Linked DNA regions of Mus musculus: region 1 is linked to region 2. Evidence: chromatin contacts called from public promoter capture Hi-C data. All regions are on one chromosome and are shown on one strand. The core of a region is the stretch at or near the end of the contact, and the rest is flanking DNA. Distances in the headings are between cores, read along the strand shown.

Region 1 (6,336 bases), core at 1,994-4,493, 120 kb after region 2:
TAAGTAAGCACAAGAAAACAATGCCTCAATATTTTTACCCCTTCCATTTCAGAAGGAGAGTGGGAGAGATGAGAAAGGAAACGTGAACTGGGTACTTAACAGTCCCTCCAAGGAGTCCATCAGAATGGCCTCAGAATGACACAGAGACAGATTTAGAGAAGATCTCCCCCTGCCAGCCCCTTAAGGGAAACAGCTGACATGACTGTCGCTCTGCTAATACAGAGTGGAGCTCACGGACATATTACACCAGGCTAGTTTCAACAGCTGCTCTACAGCACTGTGGAGGGGGATGCTACAGTATGAGCACCTCGAATACACCGTGGATTAGGTCTGACAACTGGCACGGACACTAAAAATATCCCCAGGGAGGACAAACACATAGGCTTGATGAGTTCAGAAGAATCTACACAGCAAGTCCAGAAAGTCTCTAATTCCAAGAAGAAAACACCAACAAAGCTTTCCTGACACCCCTGAGCAAGGATTTAGAACAACTATAGCCGGGCTACATCCTACTTCTATCCTACAAGCAGAGTCCAAGTGGACAGAAGCACAAGTAGTGGGCGGATCCCAGTGATGCAGAGCGTGCCCCGCCCGAATCTGCGTGAGTGAGTTTGATTCCCAGCACCCACTATGGGCAGCTTACAACTCCTGTAGTTCCAGTTCCATGGGCTCCAATGCCTCCGGGTTCATGTGCACATGAGACCACACCTCTCCACAGACATACACAATTAAAAATAAAATTAAAAATTTTTAAGTTGAGAAGACGAAAGGCAAGTATGTGTCTAAAGGGTTTTTAAGACTCAGTCAAGGGCTGGTGAGATGGCTCAGTGGTCAAGAGCACTGACTGCTCTTCCGAAGGGCCTGAGTTCAAATCCCAGCAACTCAAATCCCAGCAACCACATGGTGGCTCACAACCATCCGTAAGGAGATCTGATGCCCTCTTCTGGAGTGTCTGATGACAGCTATAGTGTACTTACATATAATAATAATATAAAAAAGACTCAGTCAAAGTGGCACACAGAGAAACCCTGTCTCAAAAACAAAACCAACAAAATGGACAGATGAGTCTGAAGAACTAAAGGCTATGATACAGTAGTGCAAGAGGGATGCTAGCCTCTTGGGAAAAAGAGAGCAAAGATTCTGAGGCTGTGCCATCTGAGCGAGGGCTATCACCAGCCAGGCCTCCCTCTCACATTGCCTTACCGAAGGACATCGCTGATGGTGATTTCAGGAATGAACTTTTGAAGATGCTTCACTGTTTCACTGAGAAAACAGGCTTTATACATTTCATTAACTCCATAAGAGAAATGCTGGAACACCAGGTTAATGAAGCCGCTAAGAATGAAGGAAAGAAAAAAAACACCCTTGAGATAGAGGAATCTTTTATTACTATAAAATATCTATACGTTTTAGAAAAAGTTACATAGTAAAGAAACTTTTGGCTAATATAAGGAGAGGAATTCACTCATATTCAAAATTTATAAGGAACTCGACTTCAGAATGGTAGTCTTGCTAGTGTTCAGGCTTTCTAATGCTTTCAATACACTAAAGAGGCGTCTTTAAAACAGTGCGACACTTACCCTAGTTTAGTCTGGCAGAGGCACAATATTCTAGTAGTAGTTCTTAAGTGAGATTCTGTACACATGCTAAGAAGGTCAACCTAATCCTCTGTTAAGAGCCTGCAGAGGGTAAAGCCCATACATAATTTAAAATGCTTTCCACTGGTTGTATATAAACTCTTCTGAAGAGAAAGACTGCTAAACAGACCAGCGGGCTGGGAGAAAGCGCATTTGGTAACTATGTGTTTGCCAAGCATACTCAAGAAGGTGAAGGAGAAATAGCCCCCTGGGGCTTGCTGGCCAGCTGGTCTAGATGAATCAATGAGCTCCTAGTTGAGTGTGTCTCCAAAACAAAATAAGGAGGATAATGACTGAGGAAGACACCTGGTTGGCAACTCCCCTAGGCCTCACCTGGTTGGCAACTCCCCTAGGCCTTGCCCAACCTGCCAGGTACAAGCCAAACCCCACTCTTCCTGTCTCTGTCTCCCCCCACCCCCTTTTAACCAGGCCCTTTCCCTTCCTCCAATAACCTTCCCTTTGTACTGAACTATGGTATGGCAGTGACTCCTCAGGGCAGCACCCTGGCCAGGCCCACTGAGATGCTCCCTCCCACTGCATTATACCGCCATTTATAAAGCACAACACACTTGACATCAAACTATGGCCTACACATACACATGCATGTGGCACACCCACACACATGTGCATGCACACAGGAAAACCCAAATATAAGGCTATTTCTTAGAACAGTGTCATAAGTCTATATGGTATCAACCTTAGATACACACACACACACACACACACACACACACACACACACAAGTGTATGTGCCATTTCATTAGTAAATTTTATCTAACAGCTTACAAAACAATGGTGACTAGCTTGAAATGGTCTTTTCAAAGTTGTTTCTGGTCTTTTAGTAACATTTAAGATATGAACTACCAGATTTTATTTTATTTTATTTTTGTTTTTTGATACAGGGTTTCTCTGTGTAACCCTGACTGTCCTGGAACTCACTTTGTAGACCAGGCTGGCCTTGAACTCAGAAATCTGTCTGCCTCTGCCTCCCAAGTGCTGGGATTAAAGGTGTGTGCCTCCACTGCCTAGGACAAGAAACTACTTTTATTTATGAATGACTTTGGCCTTACTTTCCTTTTAGCTAAGACGTTATTACCCTGGTTCATCAAAATCTTTTGTGAGGCAGTAAAGCATTACACTTGGAAAAACCCTCTTGCTGGTATGTACAAGGTTCTGCCTTCAATCCTTAGCATCAAAACCAAATAATCAAGTTTATGCTTATTACAGAAAGATCTTAATTGGGAATAATAAACAATAACAGTCACATAAATGAAGGTTTAGTCTATCAGAATATCAAAAACTTCTGGAGTTAAAAAAAAAACCAAGTACATAAAATCTTCTTAAAGGTGACAGACATTATTACCTTTTGAGAATTACTTCCATAACATCTCTGGCATCGAAGTCAAAGGGTCTGTAACCTTCCCGTTTAAAGGCAAGCACTGCATTAGGCCCTAGCCAAATAGTGCCATCCAACCTGGGCGTAAAGTGAACTCCAAGGAAAGGAAACCGGCTGTCTGGGACCTGCAGACTCAACACAACGATGAACGGTTAGCACAGTTCACGTTCCCGTGTACTGCGCACACAAGCATCTAACTGGTGACGTAAGAGAGCTCCTCCCACACATTTGAACGCGTCACGAGCTGTATTCAGGGAGGATTCTCTATTAACACACATCCTGTTTTTAAATGCTAGTGACATTAATATATATTGTTCCACTTATCCATCTTTCTGGGAAAGGGAGAAAAGATGAACTGTCATAATCTTGGCTCTTTCTCCTATAAGAGAGGTCTGTGACTGGCAGGCAATTCATGGCTGCCGGGAAGAAATGTACACATCTCCAGCCTAGGCCTCGGGGAAGTGAGCAGCAGCAGACAAGTCAGTCACCAGTGGAGCCTCCCATTCTCCCAGGGACTGGCTCATCAGCAGGGTAACCGCAGGCAGGAGAGCGCGCGCTCCATATACACACCCCCAACTTTTACCTCCTGGAACTGGAGCAGCCATAGCCCCCTGTTCCCAGTGCACTGAAGGCATCAGTATTCCTGCTGCTCTCCCACAGGGGAGGGAGGAGCTGGTTCTTGTACTCCAGGGTGTACTCGTGCTTTCAGAGACATGTGACCCACAGAGCAGAAGGCGGCTTTGGGAACAGACCCACAGCAGGCAGATGATATTATGACGCACACAGCCCTGAAACCCTTTCTAAAGCAGGTAAACATTTTTTATTTTCATTTCCTTTGTGGCTCCGACTAACTTGATAGTGAGAAGACAGAAGGATCATTACTTACCGGATAAATATTTCCTTTTACAAGGTAGCCCTTTTCTGGCTTTAAGACCAGGTAATCTCCCCGGAATGGGACAATTTGAGGGTCAGGATTGCAGCCACTCAACTCTGAAATACGGTCAGAGTAAAGACCAGCACATGTGACAACATATCGACACCGAATCTCCTTTCCCTGGAACAAAATAAAGACGCATGGTTAGTTTCTAAACATGAGAAAGAAAATGTGGCAGCCCTTGTCTGTGGGTGAAACCTTAAAACCCAAAACACGGGGGCTGGTGAGATGGCTAAGTGGGTAAGAGTACCTGACTGCTCTTCCGAAGGTCTGAAGTTCAAATCCCAGCAACCACATGGTGGCTCACAACCACCCATAATGAGATCTGATGCCCTCTTCTGGTGCGTCTGAAGACAGCTACAGTGTACTTACATGTAATAAATAAATAAATAAAGTGTGTGTGTGCACCACCAAAAAAAAAAAAAAAAAAAAGAAAAACCCAAAACACTACAACTGAATGAGGAATTAACAGAGGTTGCAATATAGAAGATGGGTAAAGGAAGTTTGGGTTTAATCAACAAACTATATGCACGTATGGAAACAACACACTGAATCCCATTATATAGTCCATATATGCTGAGATACTTTTCCAGGGACTGGGGGTGGCAGGCATTCTTACTGTATAGCCCTGGCTAACCTAGGCTACCCACACACACATGCACACGCACATATGCTTGTATAAAGGAATAAATAGGTCAAAGGGGAGAAAACAGATGCTAAAAAATAAGGATAAATACATATTTTTTTTTTCTGAAAGAGCAAATTCAATGTAACTATCAGCAAAACTGGACCCTCTTTTATAAAACGTACAAAAATGAATTTGAAGCTACACATAGTGGTAAATCCCTACAATACCAGAACTTGAGTGGCTGAAACAGAAGGGAGTTCAAGGCCAGCTTGAATTACAACACACCCCAAACCCCAGACCAGTTAGGGCCACTTAGCAAGCAAGATCTTATCTCAGACAATCAAAGAAATTTTTTGAAATGGAGTCAAGATTTAAATGTAAAACCTGTGACTACAGAATATGGAAGGTGCTCCCTGGTACTGGCACTGGTGACGGTTTTTGTAGAAGGGTCACCACAGACACGAGTAAAAGAAGCAAAAACGAACAAGTGGACTACACCAGACTCAAGGTTCCTGCACAGCAAAGGCAAAGCTAGAGCAAGCCATCCACCCGACAAGGGTCAATCCCGAATACATAAAAGGAACTCAAGAACTCAACGGCCAGAAAGTAAGGGATCCGATTTCAACTGGGCAGTAGAGGCATGCGTGCACCTTTAATCCCAGCACTTGAGAAGCAGGGGCAGGTGGATCGTTATGAGTTCAAGGCCAGCCTGGTCTACAGAGCTAGTTCCAGGACAGCCAGGGCAACACAGAGAAAACCTAGAACAAGACAAACAAAACTGGGGAAAGGACCTGAATAGTCACTCCTTTCAAACACATGCATACATTACCAACGGGTAATGAGAAAGGAGCTTGACCCCAGAATCATCAGAGAAGTGCAAGTTGAACCTCTTAGGACAGGGCATAGAACTGCATGCCTTTAATCCAGCATTTGAGAGGCAGAGGCAGGAGGACCTGGTCACATAGGAAGCTCCAGCCTGGCTAGTCCTACAAAGAGAGACCCCTGTTTCAAAACCCAAACCCAAACAAACAGAGCCTCAGGAGAGCCTCTCACACTTGTGGGAACTAAATCATTTATCTATGTACTACCCAATTATTTTTTATCATCATTATCGTGGACTAATTACATTCTTCCAAATTTTCCTCATTTATCTTCCAAAATTCTTTTTTTTTTGTTTTTGGTTTTTCGAGACAGGGTTTCTCTGTGTAGTCCTGGCTGTCCTGGCACTCACTTTGTAGACCAGGCTGGCCTCGAACTCAGAAATCCACCTGCCTCTGCCTCCGAGTGCTGGGGTTAAAGACATGCGCCACCACGCCCGGCCCAAAATTCTTATGTTGAAGTTCTGACCCCATTAAAAAGGCAATTAAGGCCAGATGAGGTCACATGGATTGGTCCATCTTTGTCACTACCAAAACTAGGTACACTACCTCCAGCTCCCTAGGCTCAGCCTCCAGCACCTCAAAGGCAGTAACACACGAAACTAGGAAGAAAGACCACACCAGAAACGAACCCTGACAGCACCTCGCTATTGGCCTTCTCCATCCTAAAGTATGGGAAGATAACTGTTGTTCAGGTCACTCAGTTTGTGGGGTGTCTTCATGGTGGCCTCTACTGTTCTCCCACTGTCTAACACAGGGTCTTTCAACCCCACTGCCATTTGAAGCAGGATACTTCTTGGGATGCAGGGAGGCTGTTTGGCAGCATCCCTGAACTCCACCCACCACATGCCAGCAGCCATGA
Region 2 (7,314 bases), core at 3,939-6,438:
ATCTGTGAGGCAGTCTTCCATGCGGTATGCACATGCTCCGTTCACATCTTGACCTTACCCAGGATGTTGCGGGGCGTGGCTAAGATGGAGAAGCGCTTCATGATGGCGGTTTCTATGAGGAACGGGGGAGTTTGAACATTAATGTTATAACACCAAGTAGCGCACTTCAAGAGAGCCATGTGCAATGTTTAGAGACAGTTCTTAGCTGACATCTAAAGCAATCAAGAAGAAAGCAGATTATGAATATTATCAAAACTAAAAGCCTTTGTGTTGGTAAAGGACTCAGAATGTCTAAGACAGCACAATCTAAAAATGGGCAAATATTTCTCTAGTGACATAAGATACTGAAGATCATTAATTAAGAAAAAAACCTGCAATGGAATCCTATACCTCACCTGCCCCAACAACTACCACGAGAAGGACAGACAGCAACAAGTGTTGGCGAGCACTCGGCAAGGGAGCCCTTGGGAAGGTAAAGACGAAACAGGAGCTTTGGAAAGCGTTGGTGATTTCACCATACCTACGAAGTCTCTGCACACATACGTGTTCACGGCAGGATTATTACTCACAGACAAGAAGCAAACGAGAAATGTTACCAGCGGATGAAGGAATGTGTGGATTAGCTAGCAGAACTGTGCTCAGGGATGTGACTCAGACTCAGAGAGGAGGATAAGGTGAGGATGCGACACGGAGGGACCGGGAAACGCTGTGCTGAATGAAGGGATCCGGATGCAGAAGTGTGCAGGACAACAGACTTGTAAAGCACGCACAGAATGGACGGTGCGGACTGAACAGCAGCAGCATTTCCTGTCTGGTGATGGAAACACTTACGATACAGCCGAGTTGACTAAAAACCGAGACATGTGCTTTGCAAGGATAAATTTATGGAATGAGAATTATATCAATTTAAAAAGGAAACAGGTCTTTGCAAAAACAAAATAATTGTTTATATTCAGAAACATAAAAGATATTTATGCCTCAAAAAAAATCCCTTGGAAACTGTACAGCAGCTTCAGCAAACACTGCATCTCCTAAGGTACAAATGTATTGTCTTTGCCTTTTCAGCACATTCCACACCAGTCTAAATAACCCTCTTAGCCTTTCTTCCTTAGACTGAGTTTTAACTCCCATTCCTGGTCTCTAAAACTGTGTTGCTGGCTATAGAATCCTTACCACTAGAAAGCAGAGTGAGCCGGGTGTTCACTGTTCATTGAATTCAATCAGACCAAAATCATCAGAAAGTAGTGGAACACACTAGATTTTAGTGTCATTAGTGAAACTAATGTCTCTGCCTTACGGTCCTCACATCCACAATCGAGCATACAAGATTCCCCCTTCTACAGGCTTGAACCGTAGGTGCAATAAAGGTGAGCCACTAAAAAACCGTTACGGTGGGAAGACAACCAGACGGGAGCACACATCAAGGTCTATTTAATTGGGGTGCTTTTCTTCTCCAGGTCAGACCGCCCATTTTCCTTTTAAAGGGAAAATGAGAATGACCAAAGTTTAAAAGTTGCAACTAGTCTTTTAAAAAGTTAGAAAGAGGAAGCTACAAAAATCTTTTGAAGTGCTGTTCAAGAGGCACTGTGAGAAGCATTGGGAACATTGAGATTACACACACACACACACACACACACACACACACATACACCTAAGAAGCCTTACAGTAACTTCTCAGGGACAGTCTCAGTTACTCAGCCATTTGACTTATAACTGAAAAGGACTTTCTTTAAGGGGCCTACCAGGCTGGGGACTTATCTCCATGGCAGACAGCTTGCCTATCAGGTATAAGGCCAAAGGTCCATTTTCCAGCATGGCAGAAACAAAGCCAGCCTTACATAAATTTTGATATAGTGTCCCACTGTGGCCAGCCTGGCCTCCAACTGCATAGCCCTCCACTTCCTGAGTTCTGAGACTGTGACCAAGAACCCAAGGCAACACATGAACGATGGAAACGCTGCGTGTCAGTCAGCACAGCTCTTCACACTAGGTGGAGATGACGAACCTGACCACAGCTCAGCACACAGACAAGAGCCAGCTGACACAATCAGATATGAAGAACTGTGAAAGCACATACTGGCTTTTTCTTTCTGATGTACACAATATGAATGTCTTCACTTCGGTATTCTTCATCATGTTTGTCCAAAGGGATTTCTTCAAAGTCAAAGTCTAGCTGCAGGAGCTATAAATTTAAAGGACATTTGTGATAAATTCAGACTGACTGGCAAGGGCAACTCGGAAGCCTTCTCAAGTCTGGAGTGCTCTGTATCTTTACATTGGCACAGTTATTTAGATGAAACCACATGAGCTGAGAACCTGATATATGTGCACTGTACATGTTTTAAGTAAATATGAATTACTTGGATTTTTAAAATTATAATTTCAAAAGTTGAGTAACATTTTCCCATATTAATGAAAAACATGGAATATATTATATTTACTTAATAATTAAGCCTATTTATATATTATAACATATAGCACATATTATCTGAAGGAGTCACATAGTTGTTTTTGTCATTAGACAAAAGTAGTCCTTCCAGCAGACAGAATTTCAGGACTACAGATGCAGCTTCAAAAGGAGCCAGTTTTTCATAGGTTGCATCTGTGCCCATAAAAGGGTATGGGTGCCACTTGAGGGGAGAATTAACATCGTATAAAAGACAGACAAGACAGGCATTCATTTCCAACTTTAAAAACAAACAACAAGGGGGCTGGAGAGATGGCTCAGCGGTTACGAGCACCGACTGCTCTTCCAGAGGTTCTGAGTTCAATTCCCAGCAACCACGTGGTGGCTCACAACCATCCGTAATGGTGTGTCTGAAGAGAGCACTGGTGTACTCATATACATAAAATTTTTAAAAATCTTTAAAACAAACAAACACAAACAACAACAACGCTCAGGAAATCGCTACTTATGTAAAATAAAAATATATAGGAAAATACACAAGTAAGGTCCACCACCTCCATTCTATCATGCAAGCTTTAAATACCCTGCTGAGAAACTCCCAAAGGGTCTCGTGTTTAGCAGCCTTGAAAACTGTCTCAGAAGACAAGCTTGTCATCACTGGCCCCTGGCACCTCGCAGTGCAACAGTAAGGACTGTGAGAACAGCCAGCAAACCTGGCCTAGCAAGGTCAGAGACAGTGGGAGGAGGGCTGTGGAAACGTCTCCCTGGGTTCTAATCAAGAGAATGTTTCCCCCACATCACATTGCCTAAAATACCGCAGCGACCGCATCCAGCTCCCCCAGAGGGTAACTGCTACCAAGACAGACCTATTACGATACTCACCTCAAAATACTTCTTCTCAATTTCTGGATTTTTCCCCATTGTACGTTGTTCGTAACAACATATAATACAAGTTTCAGATCCACTGAGATCTTTTAATGTTTTCAGCAGTGGTTCCAAGGACTATTTAAAAAAAAAATACCATTTTCAGTTTATTACGTCAAGAGTTTCCTGTGATAGGAAAGGGTCAGGAGGTGAGTCAAACCATTCTAAACCAACAAAACAAAGCAAGGTTATCAAACAAGACTGGTAAACAACCCCTGACTACCAATAATTATACTGGTTTCTAGTTAAGTTGTACCATCACATCTTGCTAGACTTAAGTCTTACAAGTCTAATTTCACTTCATCTAAGTTAATGTGGTATTTAAACAATCAACTATTTATTCTACCAAAGCAAGCCTGACCCTAATGGTTTAAATTTAATTTTTGTTATTTTAATTATATGCACGTATTTGCCTGTGTCTAAGTATGTGCTAGTGCCTGCAGGGCCAGAAGAATTGATCTTCCTGGAGCTGGAGTTACAGGTGGCTGTGAACTGCCTGATGTGGGTACTGGGAACTGAACTTGGATCCTCTGGAAGAACTGTGTGTGCTCTTAACTGCTGACCCTTTTGATCATCAGTTGGCTCAAGGCATCAACTTAAAACTAAATACTGTCCAATACTGCATAAACTGATATGGGAAGAAAATCATTCCACAAGTCTAATAAAATGTTGTCACTGAGAATAACTAATTTTGGAGCGTCTCACTCTGTGCTGGCCTAGCATTCATGGCAATTGTGAGTGCTAGGATTCTAGGAGTGAGCCAACCTGCATTTTAATTAATTTCCAAAGTCACAGTTAGCAGTCAATGGGAAAAGAAAAACAAATGAACAAACAGACAAACAAACAGAAGGTATCTTAGTTTTCTAGAATATATGCAAATCGGAAAATCCTTTTAAATTTTTCCAAAAAGTCTCCAGTAGAATGCACGCAAGTTTTCTCAACCACCTCGCACAGGCAGGCCTGTATGCCTATCCTGAATTGTGCGAATGTGTTGCCTTTGATAGTTTAACTTCTCTTTACTGCCTCATCATCTATAGAACAAATATCCCACACCTGGAGGTGTTAAACCACGGAGAGCTGTGGGCTTTCGGACACACCAGTTCGACCACTACTCACCTCCTCATAGTATATACAGTCTGCCATCAATATGTAGTCTGGTGACATCAAGTCTTCTATGTCTTCACCCCTTAAAAATGTCAAACGTATGTCTTTAACTGATGCTCTGACGATTTAAAGTGTTCATTTTAGAAACGAGAAGCAGAAGGCTCCCCTCATATTAAGCAAGCGTTGTGTAAAATGCAATTTAAAGCCCATGTAAGCGATCGATTATCTTAAAAACAAGCTGAAAGGCCATACAAACCATTTCAGTACCTTGGCTTGAACAGAACCAGTCACAAGATGCTTGTTCATATCAATATTCATTTTCAGCAAGTCCTGCAGCTCTTCAAGATCAGTGACTATAACATCTGCCCTAAAAAAACAACCTCGTTGAGGTACAGGCGCAAGGCTGCACGCCGGTGACCTGATGCTGGGCGACCAGCGCCTTCCCGCCAGCTCTTACCCGAGGGTCGCAGCCATGAGCCCCACGGCCCCCGTGCCGGAGCCCAGCTCCAGCACCGAGCGCCGACTCAGCGCGTGGGCCCCGTCGCCAGAAAACCCCGGCGTCTCCAGGTATTTGGAAAGGACGATGGCGGCGTCCCACACAACGCAACCCACGCCCCCGGAGCCGTACTGCTGCAGCCGAAGCACTGTCCCATCCCGCTTCTCCAGAACCCGCACAAAGCTCCACAGCGGGTCCTCCACCTCCGGCTCCACGGCGGCCGCCATCCCTGCCCCGGCCCGCCGCAGGCTGCGGCACGCGGTAACGTCACGCCCACGCAGCACCCGTACCTCCCAGCGGCAGGGCGGCTGCCCAAGGCGCATGCGTGACTCTCAAAGTCCGCAGGAAGCAGCAGAACCTACCCAGGAGTGGCCCAGCTGCTGCTACAATGATAGGCACTTTAAGAAGCAAAGCGACCGACAGTGCTTATACATAGCTGGAGAACGGCTCACACAGAGCCGCTGGCGATAGATCTAGGCAGCTACCCAGGTCCTATCTAAAAATGGTTATATTCAAGAAGTTTTCCTACTGTGCTTCCTTTTCATATGAATGCATAAACGTGGTGGCTGGGAACGTGCTACTTGCTTTTAATGGTAAAGAAAAGTTAGTCCTTTTACATCCCACGGGGCCAAAAGATGGCCAGCAAGACCAAGGACTCACATAGTAGAAGGAGAGACCTGCAGGTTGGCCTGTCACATTGGATCTCTAGTATGAACACACACACACACACACACACACACACACACACACACACACGTAATAAACAGATGATAGCTATTCGTTCTTCTAGATTTTTTTCAGCTTTGTTGTTTTTTGTTTTTTTGTTTTCAGGATGGCCTCCTGTATCCCAAGTAGGTTCAAACTCTTCATACTCTTCACGTAGTCGAGTCGCCTTTAAGTCCAGATGCTTCCGTCTAACCTCCCAAGTTCTGCGATTACAGGTGCTCACCACTATTCCCAGCTTCTCCTTGCTCTTTGTGATGAAAAACAATATTGCAAATCTTTTACAAATTAAGACTGAGGTGATTTATTAATCTTGTTAAGAACTCTGATACAAAGCACAGTAAAAGGCCACAGACCAGTAGATAAACAACGTGGCTTTTGGCTACTTTACAATGGCTGCTACTGCACTATCAGCATAACATACATACCTTGATCACTTTGAATGATAGTATCCAAATGGCAAAGCTTTATCCTGATTAAAAAATTTAATAAAGCTTTTTAAAGTATTTTCTGTTTAAATATTACTAATCTGGAAAAACTTTTCAAAAATTTCAGTTAACACGAGATTAAAGACAGTTAATAGGTTTGACAATGGCAGTTGGTTCTTATGCCATAAGACACTTTTGTTCCAGACTTACAAATTAGTCAAATAGCAGATTGTATTATAGGCCTCAAGTCACTTACATTTATAGAGGTTATTAGCATTATCTTTAAATATATACAATATAAATAAACTGTACATATATGGCATATTAATTTTGTCTTCCCAAATAATAGGCAAATCATTAGCTAAACAATGATTAGCTAAACACCATACACTGCAAAACAAAAGGCACATCTTAATGAACACATGCCCTTCTTCTATAATCAGGTTATGTAGAACTGTTTATAATTTTAACAAAATAATAAACACAGTGCATTCTATTATTTCATTCTATTTTCCGTTTTTGTCTTCAGCAGCAAATACTGACATTTAAGACATGGTCTCAAAGAGTTTAAGAACAGTGGGTATTATTCCTAAGTCTCCTAGATGTAAAAACCAAACAAAATTAGAAGCTAGAAGACGGTCAGAGGGTTAAAACCCAGGACCACCACCCCATATCTTCTGCATCTGTGTAAGTTCATCACCCTAAAAAGGTATCTATCAGTCAGGCGTGAGAACGCCCTCGAGCGCTGGCTCCTCTCAGTGCCGTCTGCTAGCAGAGTCTACAGTGCAATACAGAGTCTTTATACTGGCCTAGGGCAGCACTGGGGAGCCGAGGAAGCAATGCTGCTGATCACCTGGGGGCTATGGTGAAGGGCTTTTGCATTTTAATATTTCAAATTCTTTCCTTCCTTCCTTTTCTCTCTTTTGTTTGTATTTTGACTTTTGAGACAAGGTTTTTTTGTGTAGCCCTGGCTGTCCTGGGACTTGCTCTGTAGACCAGGCTGCTCTCAAACCCTGAAGCCCACCTGCCCCTGCAACCAGGGTGCTGGGATTACAGCTGTGGGCCACTGCCATCCAACAAGTTTACTAATTCTTAAGAGCTTATTTAATCAGTAGCATTTCTGTAAAAAGTACTAAAATACTATGTCTTTTTGAATAAATTAAAAACCTTTACAAATACTATTCCAGTGTCAATGACTACATATGGCCAAGGTCATTGAGGAGTTTCTGCAT

Evidence for each region. Promoter capture Hi-C pulls out the DNA fragments that hold promoters and counts their contacts.
Region 1: a contact with region 2 is called in a promoter capture Hi-C map of embryonic stem cells, with 2.1 times the contacts expected there. The contact joins the enhancer-like site here to the promoter of Vcpkmt in region 2. A contact is called at or near these places in 19 of 39 promoter capture datasets (the 3T3-L1 cell line, 3T3-L1-derived adipocytes, the C10 cell line and 11 more), 1 of 15 datasets of contacts at CTCF or cohesin (pro-B cells), 43 of 484 Hi-C or Micro-C datasets (the 3T3-L1 cell line, the AML12 cell line, B cells and 28 more), 11 of 115 datasets of contacts at active chromatin or transcription factors (the 230-238 cell line, bone marrow-derived dendritic cells, embryonic forebrain and 4 more) and 4 of 9 other capture datasets (adipose tissue, embryonic stem cells, liver and 1 more).

Annotation. Positions count from the first base shown.
Region 1 is chr12:69,698,283-69,704,618 of GRCm38.p6, forward strand. L2hgdh (L-2-hydroxyglutarate dehydrogenase) reads right to left here. Exons shown (of 10, transcript NM_145443.2): 7 at 3,921-4,088; 8 at 3,002-3,159; 9 at 1,204-1,335. Among named protein-coding and RNA genes, the nearest start is that of Sos2, 20 kb to the left of the region's middle. Within about 2 kb of position 3,244, at least 7 of the 459 cell types and tissues checked have an H3K27ac peak or open chromatin away from gene starts, as enhancers often do. A contact at or near this core is called in embryonic stem cells, where this site is marked.
Region 2 is chr12:69,577,829-69,585,142 of GRCm38.p6, forward strand. Vcpkmt (valosin containing protein lysine (K) methyltransferase) reads right to left here and starts at 5,189. Exons shown (of 6, transcript NM_001033236.3): 1 at 4,893-5,189; 2 at 4,692-4,802; 3 at 4,448-4,517; 4 at 3,290-3,409; 5 at 2,078-2,182; 6 at 1-112. The coding sequence starts at 5,158. The coding sequence ends at 98. It overlaps Sos2 (SOS Ras/Rho guanine nucleotide exchange factor 2), which reads right to left. Exons shown (of 23, transcript NM_001135559.1): 23 at 5,933-7,314. The coding sequence ends at 7,295.